2 separate regions of the Mus musculus genome follow, and region 1 is linked to region 2. Evidence: chromatin contacts called from public Hi-C data. All regions are on one chromosome and are shown on one strand. Each heading gives the region's core, a stretch centred on a gene start, on an enhancer-like site or on the middle of the called end of the contact. The rest is flanking DNA. Distances are from core to core; before and after follow the strand shown.

Region 1 (3,889 bases), core at 515-3,014, 450 kb after region 2:
TCTCCTTGTTTTCGAGACCTTGTGTTCTGTTTCCAACAGGCTCCAGGTTTTCTGAGTTGGAGAACGTGTTGGCTGCCCCGGTGGGCCAGCGTCTGCACTCCGAGTGACTAAGTTTTGCACAGTGGGACAACCAGCTCTGGGGCCCGCAGACGATGGTGGCGATGCTGAGGGCTGGCAGAGGCTCAGCTGTGCAGGCCAGAAACTGGGCAGGGGGGATTCTGGTGCAGCTGGTAGCCATGGTGGCCACGTGGAGCACCCGCACTTGTGGCCTGTGCACTTTCCTCTTCTGTAGGTTCTTGCTCTTCAGTCCCTCCCTGTGCAGGGGCAGCACGCCTGCCTCCGAGTACAGGCAGCTGTTGTGTTCGAATCTTTCCCTCAGCTTGGAGAGGATGGAGCTCTGGCCCACAATTCTTGGCAGGAGGCCCCTGGCAGCTCCAGGCCGCTGGGCAGGGGGCTTCTCACCTACTTCGTTCTCCTTGGCCGCCTTCTCTTCTGCAGCCAGGAACTTCTTCAGGATGTTTTTCACAGTGCCCTTCCCGCTCGATGGGCTCCACCGGACCTTCTCACTGGCTGGGGTCCTCTGGCTGGAGCTTCTGCCCACTTCCTTGGTCTTTTCCAGGAGCTTGTTGATGGTGGCATTTACAAAACTCCTACCAGGTCCTTGCTTGTCTTTAGAGATCAGCCGACCCACATCCCGGGTCTTCTTGAGGTGGAGCTCCCGGCCAGTGCCCATGAACTTAGCCTGTAGAAGCTGGAACCGTGTGGGTCTCCGGCCCGCCTCCTGGAGTTGGAAAGGGCGGTTGGTCCTGTGTGTCCTGTCTTCCACCTTCTGGGGCCCATCTGCATGATCCAAGACATAAAGCAAGAGGCTGCTGAGGATGGTGCGGGCTGCCTCATCGCATGTCCTGCTGATCCTCTTCTTTAGCATCTGCGCGTCCATGGCTATCTTCCCACAGCTGATCCTGGGGCTCTCGGAACTGTGGGAAAACAAAAACCAAAGCCCATAACGGTCACATATCTCATTCATTTTTATAAGCTAAAGATCATCCTGATTTTATGTCAACCCAGGCTAGAGTCATCTGATAGGAGGGCACCTCAAGAGAAAAACCTCCATAAGATGACAGGCAAACAAACCTGTGGGGCATTTTCTTAACTAGCAATTGATGGGGGGGAGGGTCCAATCCATTGTGGGTGGTGCCATCCCTGGGCTGTGGTCCTGGGTTGTAAGAAAGTAGGTTGAGCAAGCCATGAGGAGCAAGCCAGTAAGCAGCACCCGTCCATGGCGTCTGCATCAGCTCCTGCCTCCAGGTTCCCGTCCTGTGTGAGTTCCTATCTTGGGTTCCTCCAATGATGGACTATGATGTGGAAGTGTAAGCCAGATAAACCCTTTCCTCCCGCAAGTTGCTTTGGTCATGGTGTTTCATTACAGCCACAGTAACCCTGATGAGGACATCAAAGTTCCTGGAGGACCCCTGTGCCTCATTCTCAGGAGTCAGGACCTATCTGACCTTCAGGCTGGGGCTGGTCCTGAGCACTTACTGGGAGGCCTGTGCCAGCCTGACACATATGCATTCAAAGAGCTGACCCATTAAGTAGGGGTATTGAAGGGCAGTGCTGTGAGCATTCGGAAAGCCTTGGCCGACTCTGAGTAAGTACAGCGCACTGGGTAAAAATAACTAATCCTGAGCCGCAGCTGTGCAGCTGCCACCAAGAGCTCCATTGTTCTGCATAGTCAGTCAGGATACAAAAGCCAATCACTGCAGTGGCTGCTCTGTCTTTGCAGGGATAAACCAATCCTGGGGCGGCCCCAACACTCCCCTGAGGCCCAGAGTGGAAAGGCATTGGTCTGTAGAGCCATTGGTCTGTTTCAGAGTTCAGGAGCCAGTAGCCTCTGGGCTCAGGCTTGCCCCTGTGGCAACAGTTGCCACCGTCTTACTGCCTGACCTGTCTCCCTGTTCAGGTGGCCCGTGGACACGTCTCTTCACACCGATCTGGGGCTTCAGACTGGTCTGGAAGCTGTCCTGGGTAGAGGGAGACCTCCTTTCACCTAAGGGGGCTCACCATCTGGGGACAGCATCAGCAGGGTGATTCTGAAGAGTCTGTGCTCCCTGAAAAGCCACCTGCGAGTCTTCACAGCTGCCTGCCTTGGGCAGAGGGTGTGGGGTTGGGGTGGGGCAGGCTGTGTGCCGCTGTCAGGCTTCAGGGGATCTGAGCGTAGTGGCGTGGGTTTGAGTGGTCCCAGATTTCCAGCCTCTGAGGTAAGTAAGGTGGTGCGGTCCTGGGAGCTGGTTGGCTTTGACTGTGGGTGCCAATTTTTCCCTCTCCCAGGGCGTCTTGTAACTGGTGGCTGCTAAGTTCTACATCTTGGGGTTGACCCAGATACAAGCTTCTGTACGGATATCTGGGGTTTCACAGGCACACCGTGTGCCTCTGAGCTAAGCCCTTGTACCCCAAATTCCTCCTCCTATTAACTGTACCCCTTGGACATATAGGAGCTTTCCTAGCCTCCATCTACCTCAGCCTTAGGGCCCTACAGCTTTAAGATGTGTCAGACTGATGCTGGCCCCAGGAAATGTTCCCTGCCCCTCTTCCAGGCTTGCCTGCCCCACATGCACAGAGCTCTTGCCGGCCACAGGTCACATGACCACACTCCTCTGCCAGCCACATCTAGCCTCCACTCTCTTGTTGGATGTTCTTTGTACAGAGGACAACAGCATCTCTGACCCACCCTAGGCTGGGCACAGCCACGCCCTTCCTGTGTTGTCCTGGTTGCCAACGTCTTCTGTGGGTCTGGTTTCACATGCCTACTATCCCATCATGAATATCAGCACACAGGATCTCAAGCAGGGCTGGGGACTCAGAGCCGGCTGAATTCATGCATCTGCAATTACCAAGCCCATACCCTCCAGCAGGGCTGGGACTGGTCTACACACGCTTCACTCTACAGTCTCTATGAAGAGAAGCTTGACAGTTATCATGACCACCCATGCCAGGCCACCAGAGCCCCCTTGTGTGAGCTTCCAGAGCCACAGAGCCTGTGGAGACATGAGGGTCTTGCTCCTCAGGCCTGGGGTACCAATAGACTCACCTGAATCAGGTCCTCTGAGGAGGCTCAAAGAGCCTGTGTACCTCTTGGGGCTCTGTGGTCACACAGTGTGTGAGCCAGCCAGGCTGTTTCAACTGTCTTAAAACTTCCTCAGGTGAGTCAATAGCATGACTGAAATAACTACACTGATGACATCCAGTCGATATTCTGAACGACTGACTAAAGGCCACGAGGCCCAACCACGCAGGACACTTGTCATTCCCAAGTTCCTCTCTGAGGGCTCCTGAGCCCCATGGTCTAGAGGGAGAAATAAGAAACTCATCTGACATTAACTGTTCAGCTTCTCCCACCACAGAGGGGACAGCCTAGCGTCTCCACATGCCCCATGGCATGGTCCCACGCTGCCTTCCACTCTGGGTAGTGCCAACGTCTCAGTGGGGGGTGCAAGCAGGACGCTTTTAGGGAGACTTGCTTGGTGTCCTTAGATCAAGAGTGTTAGTGGGTCTAAACTCAGCTTGGCTGGTTGGGCCAAAGCCATGCCCTGCTATGTTTCAGCTCCTGACTAGTTAGAAGCTAGCGTGTCGCCAAGGTTCTGCCCAGCAGCTCAGCACCTGCCTGTCGCCAGGGACCAACACTTGAGGCCACTTGGGGCCTTCAGTCTAACCTCTTCAGCAGACATGAAGAGGGGATTTATCTAACAGCCCCAGATGGGGTTTTGGAAACGCTCCCCAAAGTTCTCATGGTCATCTCCGGTGTTTTCAGTGGGGGCAGGGCAGATGCTTTTCCTAAGATTTATGGGCCAGCATTAGCAGATTAGAGCAGAGACTTAAGTTCTTTTCTGGT
Region 2 (4,131 bases), core at 420-2,919:
GTCAGCCCAGCAAATGAGCACAGGCTGGTCATTAACTTGGCCCCTGGCCAAAGTTCTTACCTGCTGCCTGCCCTGTTTCTGTGTCCCTAGTAACCCATGAGTGTCCTGGTGCAGGGGCTACAGGGAACAGAGAGACCAGCTGCCCTAGCTCTGTCAACTGAGAGCAGTTTCTGTTTCTTGGGGCGATTTGAAAGGCTAAGCGGAGCTGCCTATCTAGGGAAGGTTCAAAGCTTACAGAATTCATATGATCAGAGGCAGAAAAGCAGTGTTCAGCAGGCCCCAGAGTTCAGTTCTCCAGGCCTCTTCCTCGGGCAGCGCAAAGAGGACATTCCTAGGAACATAGCCTTTGCTGAATGTTCAGCTTCAGACCTCTGCCTGAGTTCTGAGTCCCACACAGTGACTGGTGTGGGTGCGGAAGAGCCTGGCTATCCCAGAGGACAGCTTGCTGCTCAGTTGGTTTTTTTTGTTTTTGTTTTTGTTTTGTTTTGTTTTTTGTTTTTTAAAGCTTAGCTGTACTTTGTTTGGTGGCTACTGAGCATCCTTTCAGGGTCAGGTGTTGTACCAGCACCAGAAATATCGACAACGAAAAAGAAGACTCGACTTTTCCTGCTAGAATTTAAAATGTAGGGAATCACACAGTTGCCTTATAATAACTGATGAGCAACAAATCTGTCACTGCCCGTGGCAGAGGGGGGCCCACACAGGCAAAGCCCAAGCAGTGTGCCTACCTGTGCACTGGAAATGCTAGGAAGCTTCCTCCAGCTGTCCTCGACACTGACTTCCATAAGGTACTGGCCTGGGAGACAGTCCCATGACTTGAACTTGCCCTTATCTGCCTCTAGTCTGACACCAGAGCACGTTGGCAGGTCATGTTTAGAGCTTAAGTACCCAGCAACCTGCAGTTAAAGGGTGTGCCTCAGTCTTCACATTCTTCGGGGAAGGAGTCCTTAGGCTGCTGCCAGGGTCCGCCTGCACAGAAGGTTACAGTCCTGTGCTGTTCTGAACGGACCCACTCCTGTCAGGGTGCAAACACAGGCCAGGTATGAGGAATGTGGCAGCCCCAAGCCAAAAAGTCTACTTACAAAGCAGTTGACTGACTGTCAGAGAGCAGGTGTGGCTGGCTGTTAGGGACATTACTGACAGGCTGGGCTGCATGTGACCCTGGGTCATATCAACTGGCTGTTTGGCCTGTGCTGGCCTCTGGTCCTTCTGTTTTTCTCTACCTCATTGCTTGGCTGTTTGAGTGAGCGGTAGGGATTAGTGACTGCTGAAGATCATGGACAAATGATGAATGTGCAGTACCACACCATCTCTGCCGTTTGTCCCCAGGCAGCTGCGCCTGTAAGGCCACAGTGGCAGCATTTTCAGTGCCCTGCCCCTGCTTAGGTTGGTCCAGGATAGGTGTCCAGGCAGCATTAAAGCTCAAATGATACGCTGCGGTTTTGCAAGACACTTGTTAGTACTGCACCTTGGCCTCTGGCACACCTGTGTAAGCTCTGTGGCTACAGCTTTCCAGGCCATCTCTGTGACTTCTCTGGAGCTGTGTCTCCCTTCTTATGGTTTCCCCAAGTTTCTTTGCTGCTTGTTGAAGGTACCCAGGACCAGTCAGTTCTTGCTTCTGCATTGCTTCAGAGTGATCAGGGTGTCCCCGTGTGAAGAGTGTCAGAAGACCTCGTCAGTGCTCTGCTATTTTTAGTGGCTCCGCTATCTTTAGTTGATGTTCCCCAACAAGGCAAGCAACTGCCGTGTCTAATGAGAAGTAAGGGAAGGCAGTGCTGGCCCTGGTCCCTTCAGAGCCAACAGGGAAGGTGAGCACTGTTTGGAGGTGCTTGCACACAGTTACCTTGGTTAACAATGATCAAACCTGTTTGGAAGCAGATTGCTAGAGCTGACCACTTAAAAATAGCCCATAATAACGATTTTGTAACAAAATACGCATCATTGCTTACTTTTATAATAGCTATTGCTTACTGCTAGATTGGAGACTGGAGGTCATACAACCTCTCACCTGTGTCCATCCGTGTGTCTTAACGGCTGTGTGGCAGCCTGTTTCTCTGTGGGGAACTTTGGTGGTAGCAATCATAAATCATGGGCCTTACAGGACCTTAGCCAGCTGCCCTAGGGTGGAGGACACTGTGCAGTAAGTGACAGGAGCCTGTCTGAGAACATGTCTGTACTCTCAGAGCTCCACTGCTATAGACTCCTGACTCTGAGACAGACAGCTCCTGTGCTGATCTGCATTACTCCGAGAGAGCTGGTGTTGCTCTTTTGGAGCGAGACCAGATCAGAGGTAAGGGCGTGGCGGTGTCCTCTTTGCCCGGCAGCAGTTGCCCAACATGGGCTTGTCTGTGGTCTGGATGCTCTGCTCTCAGCACCGCCTGCCGCCCTGTCACTGTGATGCTCAGGACTGCGATCCGGGGGACAATACACTGCAGTGCTAGTAGTGCTGCCAGGCCCGGGCCCTCAGGCTGGAGAGCCACTGCATCTCTCAAGTTAGGGAGTGACTACTGACAAGCATTCTCCGAGCACAGAGGAGGGCCGTTGGGGGAAGATCGTGTTATAGAGTGGTGTTTACGGTGAGTCTTAATTAGTGTTTTATCGCTGTGAAGAGACTCCATGACCAAGGCAACTCTTGTAAAGGCAAACATTTAATTGGCGCTGACTTACAGTTTTAGAGTTTAGTCCTTTATCCTCATGGTGGGAAGCATGGCAGCATGCAGGCAGACCTGGGGCTGGAGGAGCTGAGAGTCCTACATCTTGATCAGCAGACAGGCAGAAGGAAACTTGAGTGCCACTTCCTCCAGCAAGTCACCCTTTCTAGTAGTGCCACTCCCTATGGACCTGTGGGGGCCATGTTTATTCAAACTACCAAACAGTGAAAGATTATCCAGGGGGTTATGGTAGGTTATTGAGCTGGCTGGCTGAGGTGCAGAGGTATATGGTGGTCAAGGATTAAACAGGTGGCTTGTTCTGGAAGCTTAGAGGCTCTTCGTGGTGCTGTGCTCGCCTTAGACTTCCGTCTGGGACATGGCTCTGCACTGCTGGGTAGAGCCATAGGATTTAGCTCAGGGGTAGAGCACTTACTTGCTAAGGCCCAGGGTTCCTACCTCAGCTCTGTGGGGAGGGGCAATGGTGATAAAGTTATTAAGTATCCTTCCTGTTTGCAGCAGGAAGCTCTGTACCCTAATTAGCTCGTATACAGTAGTGCTACATATACAGCCCGAGCTTTGTTCAGATCAGAGTCAGCCAGCTTCTTTGGAAAGCCAAGTAGTGTTGTGTTGATGAGATAGGGGGCCCATGTTGGGGGAGGTCGTGGAGGACTCTCTTGATCTGAGGCCACATGAGGCAGCCTGGTGGCCTTTGAGCAGTAGCAGTTTGTATCTGGTAGCTGCATACTCATTGTCTATCAGAGACAGCCCCTTTTGGAGGAGAGGGAAGAGACACGGCTTATGCTCATGGCTGTCCCACGGACTCACAAGTGCAGGTGTTGGTGAAGTTGGAGGGAGACAAGCAGCTATCTGGGGGAAGCAGCAAAAAGGCTGGTTGTACTTGGTCCAGTGATTTACAATCAGGAAAAGGGGGCTTCCAGTGTTTGGAAGCATGGGCTATAAGACCTGGCTACCCCTCATGTGAGGCAGTGACTCTGGGTGGCCTGGCTAAGGTGTTCTATGGCAGTTAGATGCTCAGGCAGAGTGCGAGGTCTCTTGTCAGCATTGGGAGAAGCCTTGGAGTTGTGCCTAGAGTGTTCACAGTGGCAACTACCTGCAAACAGCCTCTCAGAGAAGGGCTTGGTGGTTTGTGGGAATGGGAATATCCTGGATCTCAGAAGCTATGTATTTAACATATTCTAAATGAAAACAGACTTTTACAGCATGAAATGAAAAATTTTGAACAAAAAATATAAGAATAAATAAGCTCAAAGAGGTTGTATGCTGTTGGTGGTCATCTGAAGGGTGGAGCTTGCTTTCCTCCCTGGCCTCTCTATGCTTCCTGCCCCTCTGCTACTAAAGGTTAGCCTGTGTGTCCATTTGACTGAGCACACCTGTGTGAGGTTAGCCTGTGTGTCCATTTGACTGAGCACACCTGTGTGAGGTTAGCCTGTGTGTCCATTTGACTGAGCACACCTGTGTG

What was found. Hi-C and Micro-C count contacts between places; a contact is called where the count stands out from the background.
Region 1: a contact with region 2 is called in a Hi-C map of rod photoreceptor, with 2.2 times the contacts expected there. The contact joins two enhancer-like sites. A contact is called at or near these places in 2 of 484 Hi-C or Micro-C datasets (embryonic stem cells and rod photoreceptor).

Annotation. Positions count from the first base shown.
Region 1 is chr8:13,224,722-13,228,610 of GRCm38.p6, forward strand. It overlaps a transcript of Adprhl1 not described here. Among named protein-coding and RNA genes, the nearest start is that of 2810030D12Rik, 26 kb to the left of the region's middle. Within about 2 kb of position 1,765, at least 55 of the 459 cell types and tissues checked have an H3K27ac peak or open chromatin away from gene starts, as enhancers often do. A contact at or near this core is called in rod photoreceptor, where this site is marked.
Region 2 is chr8:12,774,067-12,778,197 of GRCm38.p6, forward strand. All of the region lies in intron 1 of Atp11a (ATPase, class VI, type 11A), which reads left to right. Among named protein-coding and RNA genes, the nearest start is that of Atp11a, 19 kb to the left of the region's middle. Within about 2 kb of position 1,670, at least 30 of the 459 cell types and tissues checked have an H3K27ac peak or open chromatin away from gene starts, as enhancers often do. A contact at or near this core is called in rod photoreceptor, where this site is marked.